Regions from separate parts of the Triticum aestivum genome. Here region 2 is linked to region 1. The links are chromatin contacts, called in public HiCAR-type maps. All regions are on one chromosome and are shown on one strand. The core of a region is the stretch at or near the end of the contact, and the rest is flanking DNA. Distances in the headings are between cores, read along the strand shown. Region 1 holds the start of LOC123115280. Region 2 holds the start of LOC123114218 (ATP-dependent zinc metalloprotease FTSH 4, mitochondrial).

Region 1 (4,043 bases), core at 1,480-3,979:
ACTGTACTAAACCTGCAACGTGCTGTCAGCCTCGCACAAACACCATCTGTGCAACCACACGGCCACCAAGGTCTACCTATCAGAACTGCACTGTACAGCAAATAGAGTAGGGAAGAATGTGCATCTCATTCTCACCTCGAGGACGGCGATGGCTCGCGAGACGCCGGCCCTGGCGAGCCACCGCGGAGCGTCGGCATGGAACATGAGCTCGACGGCGTCCCTGAAGGCGGCGACGTTGTCGACCCCGTCGACCTCGATCCTCCGGGCCCCGGCACCAGAGGCGTTGGGCTCGGGCGCCATGGCGGCGAAGAAGGCGCTGCTCCCGCAGAGCACGGCGGAGTCGAGGTCCATGACGCAGCCGGTGGCGCCGTCCCTCCCGCGGAGGCAGAGCCTCAGATCCAGCCCGTCCCCCTGCCCCTCCTCCTCCTCCTCCCGCACCGCGACGAACGGGGCCATCGGCGGCGGCTGCTGCTGCTCCGGGTGCTGCGGCTGGTCGGTGGGGTTGGGGGTCGGAGGAGGAGGGGGGTGGGCGTCGGGGTCGATGGGGGAGACGCGGCCCGGGGAGAGGATCCGGCGCGGGTAGTCGATGAGGCCCGCCAGCTTGGAGGAGGGAGAGCCGTGGAAGGAGGAGGGGGATTTGGGCGGCAGCTGTGGTTGCTTCCGCGGGCCCTCGCCGCCGGTGCACACAGATCCTGCGGTTGGCGGCGCGGCGGCGTGGGAGAGGGTGCGGTGGGGGTGGAGGCGGTGGTCGGGGCTGGGCGGGACGCCGGCGAAGGAGCAGCACCAGCCGGCGACGGGGCCGCGGCGGCGGAGGTGGCGGGCGGCGTGCTCCGCCATGCGGCTGCGCGCGGGGGATCTATCTAGGGCTCGGAGGTCGGCGCCATTGGGGATGGGGAGAGGGGGGAATGAGATGGGTGTGGAGGTGGGGGAGCAAGGCAAGGGAAGCGTGGTGTGGTGTGGTGTGCTGGCCACCGCGGAGGTAGCGGAGGAGAATAATTGCTGCGGTGCGGCGGGGCCGATGGGGGATGGGATGAGATGGGCCGGGCTGGGCTGGAGTGGGGCCGGCGTGCAAGAAGAGATGGAGTGAGGTGGCGCCTCGGACGGGATGATGATGGGATGGAATGAAGCCGCACCTACTCCGGCGGTGCGGTGGATGGCCGTGTGGCCCGTCTCGATCGGGAGCGGAGCAGCGACGTGCGGCGCTCGGTCGGCAGATCTATACTTTGTGTGTGGGCGCGTGGCTGGCTGGCCTTGTGTTGTGTGGGCGGAAAACGGCGGTGTGCGCACTGCCGGAGCGGAGTGGAGTGGCACGGCAGTTTTCTGGTGGTGCGTCCGTACCACCGGTCTGTGCTTTGCTTTCCCGTGCCCCGCGGTTAGCAGAGAGATTTGCTTTTCTAATCTCTTACAATGGTGGCGCTGCCTCGTCGTCTGCGCCAGGTGGCATCTGGTCGTGGTGTCGTGCGAAGAGATTTGTTCTGAGGCAGAAGGCGCTGCAGCACCGGAGACGCGGGCAAGGAGGACCCTCCGCGCGCGTCTTCGCCGTGTGGTTCGCGCGGAGGAGCAGAATCGCCTTCCTGTTTGGCGGAGGGCAGAATCACAGGTCAGTTCATCTCGATTCCATTTTTTGTAGGCTTGTTAGATCTCCTGAGTTTTTAGGCGAAATCACCGAGTACCTTTGCCATTGTAAGAGATTAGGAAGAGATTATGCATAGGTTAACTGAGTTGAAACGGATTGAGCACTCGTTAGATTTGGTTTTGGGTGCTGGTGAGATAGGATTTGGGGTGCATTCAAGGCTTGGTGATGCTCAGTAGGATGTCGTGGCGTGTGGAGGGAGAGGCAGGGAAATATTCTCATGCACAGTTTGTTGGTCTACTGACTTGCGCAACAACTGCTCATATGATGCTCATATAGTTGCCTAGCACTTTTTTTTCATGCAACAAATGCCCCTATGCTGTAGGTTCCCGTTGTTGAAATGTTTGTGTGTCAGGTTTATGTGTTGTGGTTCGACGCTCGTGTTTATTTTTATAGATATGTCAGTTTGCTTAAGTTTTGTGATTGAGTTGTCAGGCTTTTTTGCTGGAGTTTTGTTAGTCAGTTGCCTGAATTGCCCTCAACTGTTGCCTAGTGTGTCTGGCTTGCTCAAATTTTGTTAGTTAGTTGCCCTGACATGCCCTCAACTGTTTTTTGCCTAGTGTCTTTGTGCAATGCCTGGCTTTTGCTCAAGCTTTCTTAGTCATTTGCCTGGAATGCCATCATGTGTTGCCTAGCAGCCACTATATGTTCTTACTGCATTTGTGTAATCTCAAGCTTGCTCAAGCTTTCTTAGTCACTTGCCTGAAATGCCATCATGTATTGCCTAGCAGCCACTATACGTTCTTACCGCATTTGTGTAATCTCAAGCTTGCTCGAGATTTCTTATTCATTTTCCTGAAATGCCATCATGTGTTGCCTGGTGATTGATGTGCAACAGTTGTTTCTTGCTCCCTGTAGTCATGTTTTACTTAGGTTTTTTGTATGTACTTTTGTATTAATGTTGTAACATAGTGAAAATCAGATAGTTTACAACCCATTTCAGGGTCCACTTTTTTGTAAATTGTTGTTTGCTTAGTTTAGCAAGAATTTTAGTCAAATGAATTTGTTGCATGATATACACTTTTTCCAGAACCATTTTTATGTCTTTTTATGATGATGCTAATTGTTTGTCCTTTATATATGCAGCAGAAAATAGATGGCTGGGACAAGTCATAAGTCAAAACAGGGTGGACCTGATGGATCAAGCCATGATGACCTTGCATATCATGGGAATAAAGAGCATCAAACACAGGTGTGCACATGCTATATGTTCTTTCTGTACATAATAGATTGTGTTTTCCATTTTTTTATTGATTTATGTGGTTTCTATCTTCCAGCCACGGAGCAGTGCACCAATAACTGGGGTCAAGCGTCACAGAAGTAAAGCAATTATTTCATGGGGGAAGCGTCCTGATGATATTATTAGTAACGAGAATAGTAACGAGAGCCAAGCTACAGATGCTGGGAATACAAATGTCAAAGGTGCAGATGTTGACCAACCTCCAAAACCAAAACGCCAGAAGACGGGAGGAACTGAGGTATTTGCGTAGTTGCCTCAGTTTCACTAAGCAGTTGCCCAGCAATGATGTCTAAGTTGCCTATGCTGTGATGAACATTTAATTCCTTTTGCTAATCCTTTTCTTCCCCATGTTTAATAGGGTCGTAGGAACAGGGCATCCCCTGCAAGGCTCTTCAAGTTGAACAAGGACTTGGTTCCTGACCAAAAGGGTGTCATCATTCGAAAAGAATTTGGTGGAATTCTGGACCTTGCAGCAAGTAGCATGCCCGGAGATCTTAGCCAGTGGATAATGAAGCATTATGACCCTGAGATTTCGCAGATAGTCATTCCAGAAAGGGGGAAGATTCATGTAGATGCCGCAAGTGTCCATAGGATATGGGGTTTGCCAAATAGGGGCAAGAAAGTGTGCTTCGACAATCGGCCTGAAATCACAAAGGCAATGTACAATATTTACAACATCACATCCAAGAACTCCCCAACTCTCACAGAATGGTGCAAGATGATCATAGACATGGGAGGATCTTATGATGATGACTTTCTCCGTGCTTGGCTAGCTCTTATTTTTTCGTGCTTCCTTGCCCCTTCAACTAGTTTAAGTATTTCCCCAAAAAGCTTCCCGGCGGTCATGGATGTCAATGGAATAACGGAAACCAATATATGCCAGTTTGTTGTTGATCAACTAAAGCTTGCGTTCACTTCAGAGCGTGGCAACAAGAAGGTCGTTCACGAAATAGGTTACGAAGATGATGACCTCTATTCTATGTAGAAAATGTAGATGGAGATAAACCTCACAAAAAAAGGCTATGAAAAAGATGATGTATATGAACATAAACCTGGTCAAAAAAAGTCTTGGAAGACGATAATGTACATGAATATAATGCAGATAAGGTTGAAAGCAAAGTGTGATGAAGATTGCACTTGCTCCTTGCGAGAATTCTTCAACAATAGTAC
Region 2 (3,781 bases), core at 1,188-3,687, 74 kb after region 1:
GCGGTTCGGGGGAGGTTTTCGGACGCGCGCAAAAGGGGGTCGGTGGTTGCGCAGAGAGGGGGGTTAGGCGGTCAGACAAGAGGGACAACGAAGAACAAGGTTGGTCTCGGAAAGGACAACTAAAGCAAGAGGGAAACACGGCAACTACGAACGGGTACGGGTTTTATGAAAACATATGGATGCGATGCACATGATGCTATGATATAAAATGCAAGACATGAACAAAAGCAAAACAAAAGACAAAAACCCCAACCACGAAGGAAATATCATATCTCATCTCAGGAAAAGGCAAGAGTTGAAGTTACGAATACGAAAAGTTGTATCCGGTGCATTACACGGGGCACCAAATTAGGGGTACCAGCACTGGCTATTGGCGGACAACAGAGTGGGGAGAGCTAGCGGCGGACATTGGCAACAGAAAGGGATGTGCTGCCGATGAGAGAATGGGGTGGCAAGATTGGAGATGGCAGCAACTAACGGATGGGCGCGCCAGCGCGGATGGGTATTTGAGGGGTGGGGGGCAGGGATTGGTTGCGGGTTGGGGATTTCGACGTTGGTGGGGATTTTGCCATTTTACAAATAACATCACATGAAAATTTGGTCGAATCGGTGTTGCACACATGGACTTCGTGGATTGGTCAAACTGGTCTCATCTTGACCGGCTTGGAGGCGAGCGTGAAAGTTTAGTGGATGGCCCTCGTCAATTATTGACTACGGGTAGGCCTTTTTGAGGCCTCTAATTTGACGCTCTTTGCGTTAAAAATAGGAGGGTTGTCGCACGAGACCGTCTTGGGTGGGCCGACTCATTGCACGAACCGTGGAGTGGGACTGTAGTGAACAGTTGTATCGTCACTACTGTAGCGTTTTACTATAAAGAATTGGAACAATTTAAAAAACGCAAACATATTTTTGAGACACATTCATTTTTTTGGAACGGCAAGCAATTTTTTAAAAACCAGATTCTTTTTTTAAATTTCAGATTTTTTTTTTTGAAATTCTAAACTTTTTTAAAGTTGTGAGCCATTTTTGAAAACACGAATGTCTTTTAGAAATTCAATTGTAATTTCTGAACATTATTTGAAAAAACGCAAATATTTTTTGTAAACGTGACTTTTTAAAATTTCCTGAACCTTTTGAAATCTCTACAATTTTTTGTAAAACGCCAGATATTTTTAAAAATCCAAATCAATAAAGAAAGAAAGAAAACAAGAACTGAAAAGACGAGGCCCAGAGTACTGGAGTACATTGCAGCCTGGACGCAGGCGGTGGACGCGTCCCAAAATGCATGGCCCGCAAGCTCAGCGTCCACACCAGCACGGCGTGGGCGCATCCGAAAGCGTGGGCATGTGCATCCGAGACAGCTCTTGCGAATTGCGATATTCACGGCGGCGTTGGAAAGCGGCATCCTCATCGGATGCTCTTCGCGCTGAACATGTCTGTCTAGAAAGCGATTTGGAACTGCGTTCGAGGTGAGGTGGCCAGGGCGAAAATCATCGTCGACGCTCGAGACAGACGCCGAGCTGTCAAGGAATGCGCTGACGAGCCGGGAACGTGGCCTTTCACGCCAAAGTTCTTGCTACCGACTGCCGAGCTACTTGTTTCGCTGGCTCCGGTGCTCTTTCTTGTAAACGTGCCCGTAAAATATAGCTTTTTTTTTGCGTGGGCCGTAAAATATAGCTTATGCCATGGTGTAGCAGCAAGTTAATTTGTGTCTGCTGTACTTGCTAGCGTTGTTTTTTTTGTTTTTTGGACGGGAGTAGTGGCTAGCGATTTAGCTGCACCGAATCATTTAAGAAAAAAGCTGCACCGAATTAATGAACAATAAGATCCACACCTACAGGTGGAGTCATTTTGAAAGGGAAAAAAGTTAGCAGAAGAGCGGAGTCGAAGCATACCTACGTATACGAGCCATGGACGAACTAGAACTAGTAAACGGGAAAATTAAATTGCAAAAAAAAAAGATGGCTTCGCCCGGGTTCGAACCGGAGACCTTCAGTGTGTTAGACTGACGTGATAACCAACTACACCACGAAACCTTTGCTGATGCGAACGAGAGGTAGCGTCTGAAATAGTACCGTTGTACTAAGGAGGGTCGCCACAGATCGTCTGCCTGAGAGCGCTAATCGAGTTTCTTTCTTGAAGACAAATCGAACCCTCTCCCAAGCATGCATAGACCGATAGACGGACGGACGTGTATATACTATCTACTTGGTTCACAAGACAACGTATGGCCAAAGTCTAAATTAATTCACACCAAGGCTTACCACGCACGCACCGTCAACCTAGCTAGGTCCAAATTTACCGTGCACTCGCTAGCTAGCTCGAGCTAGCCTACCTTGCCGTCCAAGCATGCAGCACTATTAACTTGCCCATGCAATTGCCATGTATATATACGCAAACACGTAGTCAATGGCCCTCGTCTCTAGTCTTGCATGGTCTACGCTAGAGAAACATATATATAATGGTAAACAAGGAGTAGCATGCATACACGACGAAGCTGCTTCGATCGTGTTCCACCTCTACTACCGTTCCTTCATTTGAACAACGGTGAAAAGAACATGGGTCCGAGCCAACGACGTTAACGCGCGCATCGTCCTCCATGGCAATGGCATGGCGCGCCGCCTTCTCCGCTGCTTGCAAGGTTTGTGTCTCCCCCTTCTTTTCCTTTTTCTTGTCTTTGTGTTCTTAGCAATGTACGTTTTTTTCGCATTTTTCTTCCCTCAACAGCAGCAACCCGTATCTTTTCTTGTACCTCCATGTTTGAAAAGAAGGCACACAAATTTTGTACCGTCCATGGCACGCAAAGTTTGATCAACTTTTATATAGGGAAAACAACCAAATACAGCAACTACCATGATGATCACTGTAAAAAAATATAATACACAGAATTGTAATCATAATCAGCAAAAATAACAATTGATTTGATTTTTTAGCCAAACAGTTGATTTTGTTTGATCGTTGTGGGCTACTGTGCTCGATCTGCCTTCTTTCTCCACGAATTCTTTTGTCTTGGGTCATGGCCCGCTTGGACGGCCCGAAGCCCGTGTAAGGAAAGCTAATGCGCTCCGGGCCGGTCTGGAAAATAATTTGTTTCAAGGAAAAAATAAGTTGGCGACATCCACGACTCGCGCCGACGGCGGGTGCGGCACCGCCGGTCGTCGGCGCGGCGCCCGTTCCCACCCCCGAACCCGTTCCGCACCACCGCGTCGGGTGCTTCTTCGGAGCCCTCGCCGTAGGTTTAAAGTCGCAGTTCTCGCCCCGCTTCCCGTCGTCGTCAGCCGACGGGCGCTTCCACGACGGCGGGATGCTCCTCCGGCCCCAGCCTCTGGCGGAAGGCGCCTCGGGCGGGGAGGAGGAAGAGCGCGCGCGAGGGTAAGTAGGTTCATGTGCGCTTGCATGAAAATTTCAGGGATCCAGTCTCCGCCCCTGTCGTATTTTGGTCCGGCGGATCTAGTTTGGTAGACGGACGAGTTGGCATGAATCCTTTACTGTGGAGAGACAAAATTGCGCCATTGTAGAGGATGCATTGCGATCGTTGGCTAGAGTTCGTCGAGGTTGTCAGGAATTCTTGTATGCATGACGCTGATTCTGCAACTGCAAGAGGCAGTGTCTGCATTCCAGAAACACGCTGAAAGATCGATGCTGCTTTACTGGTTGCCAATTTTCTTTATCCCCTTTTGCTCAACTTAATCTTTGCCTGCCTATGTGTGTGTGTCACAGGCCGCAAGGCATCTTGCGAGGCATCGGTCGGCGAATGCGATTTGCAGCGAGATTGTGTCAG

The links. HiCAR-type assays count read pairs that join an accessible place to other places.
Region 2: a HiCAR-type map of leaf shows a contact between it and region 1, with 5 times the contacts expected there. The contact joins the promoter of LOC123114218 here to the promoter of LOC123115280 in region 1. A contact is called at or near these places in 1 of 5 Hi-C or Micro-C datasets (leaf) and 1 of 1 datasets of contacts at active chromatin or transcription factors (leaf).

The regions. Positions count from the first base shown.
Region 1 is chr5B:685,700,447-685,704,489 of IWGSC CS RefSeq v2.1, forward strand. LOC123115280 reads left to right here and starts at 2,730. Exons shown (of 3, transcript XM_044536477.1): 1 at 2,730-2,825; 2 at 2,911-3,111; 3 at 3,232-3,858. The coding sequence starts at 2,730. The coding sequence ends at 3,858. It overlaps LOC123114215 (BTB/POZ domain-containing protein At2g13690), which reads right to left and starts at 1,358. Exons shown (of 2, transcript XM_044535599.1): 1 at 136-1,358. The coding sequence starts at 837.
Region 2 is chr5B:685,775,095-685,778,875 of IWGSC CS RefSeq v2.1, forward strand. LOC123114218 (ATP-dependent zinc metalloprotease FTSH 4, mitochondrial) reads left to right here and starts at 2,438. Exons shown (of 7, transcript XM_044535603.1): 1 at 2,438-2,641; 2 at 3,721-3,781. The coding sequence starts at 2,600. TRNAV-AAC (transfer RNA valine (anticodon AAC)) reads right to left here and starts at 2,036; the gene lies at 1,963-2,036.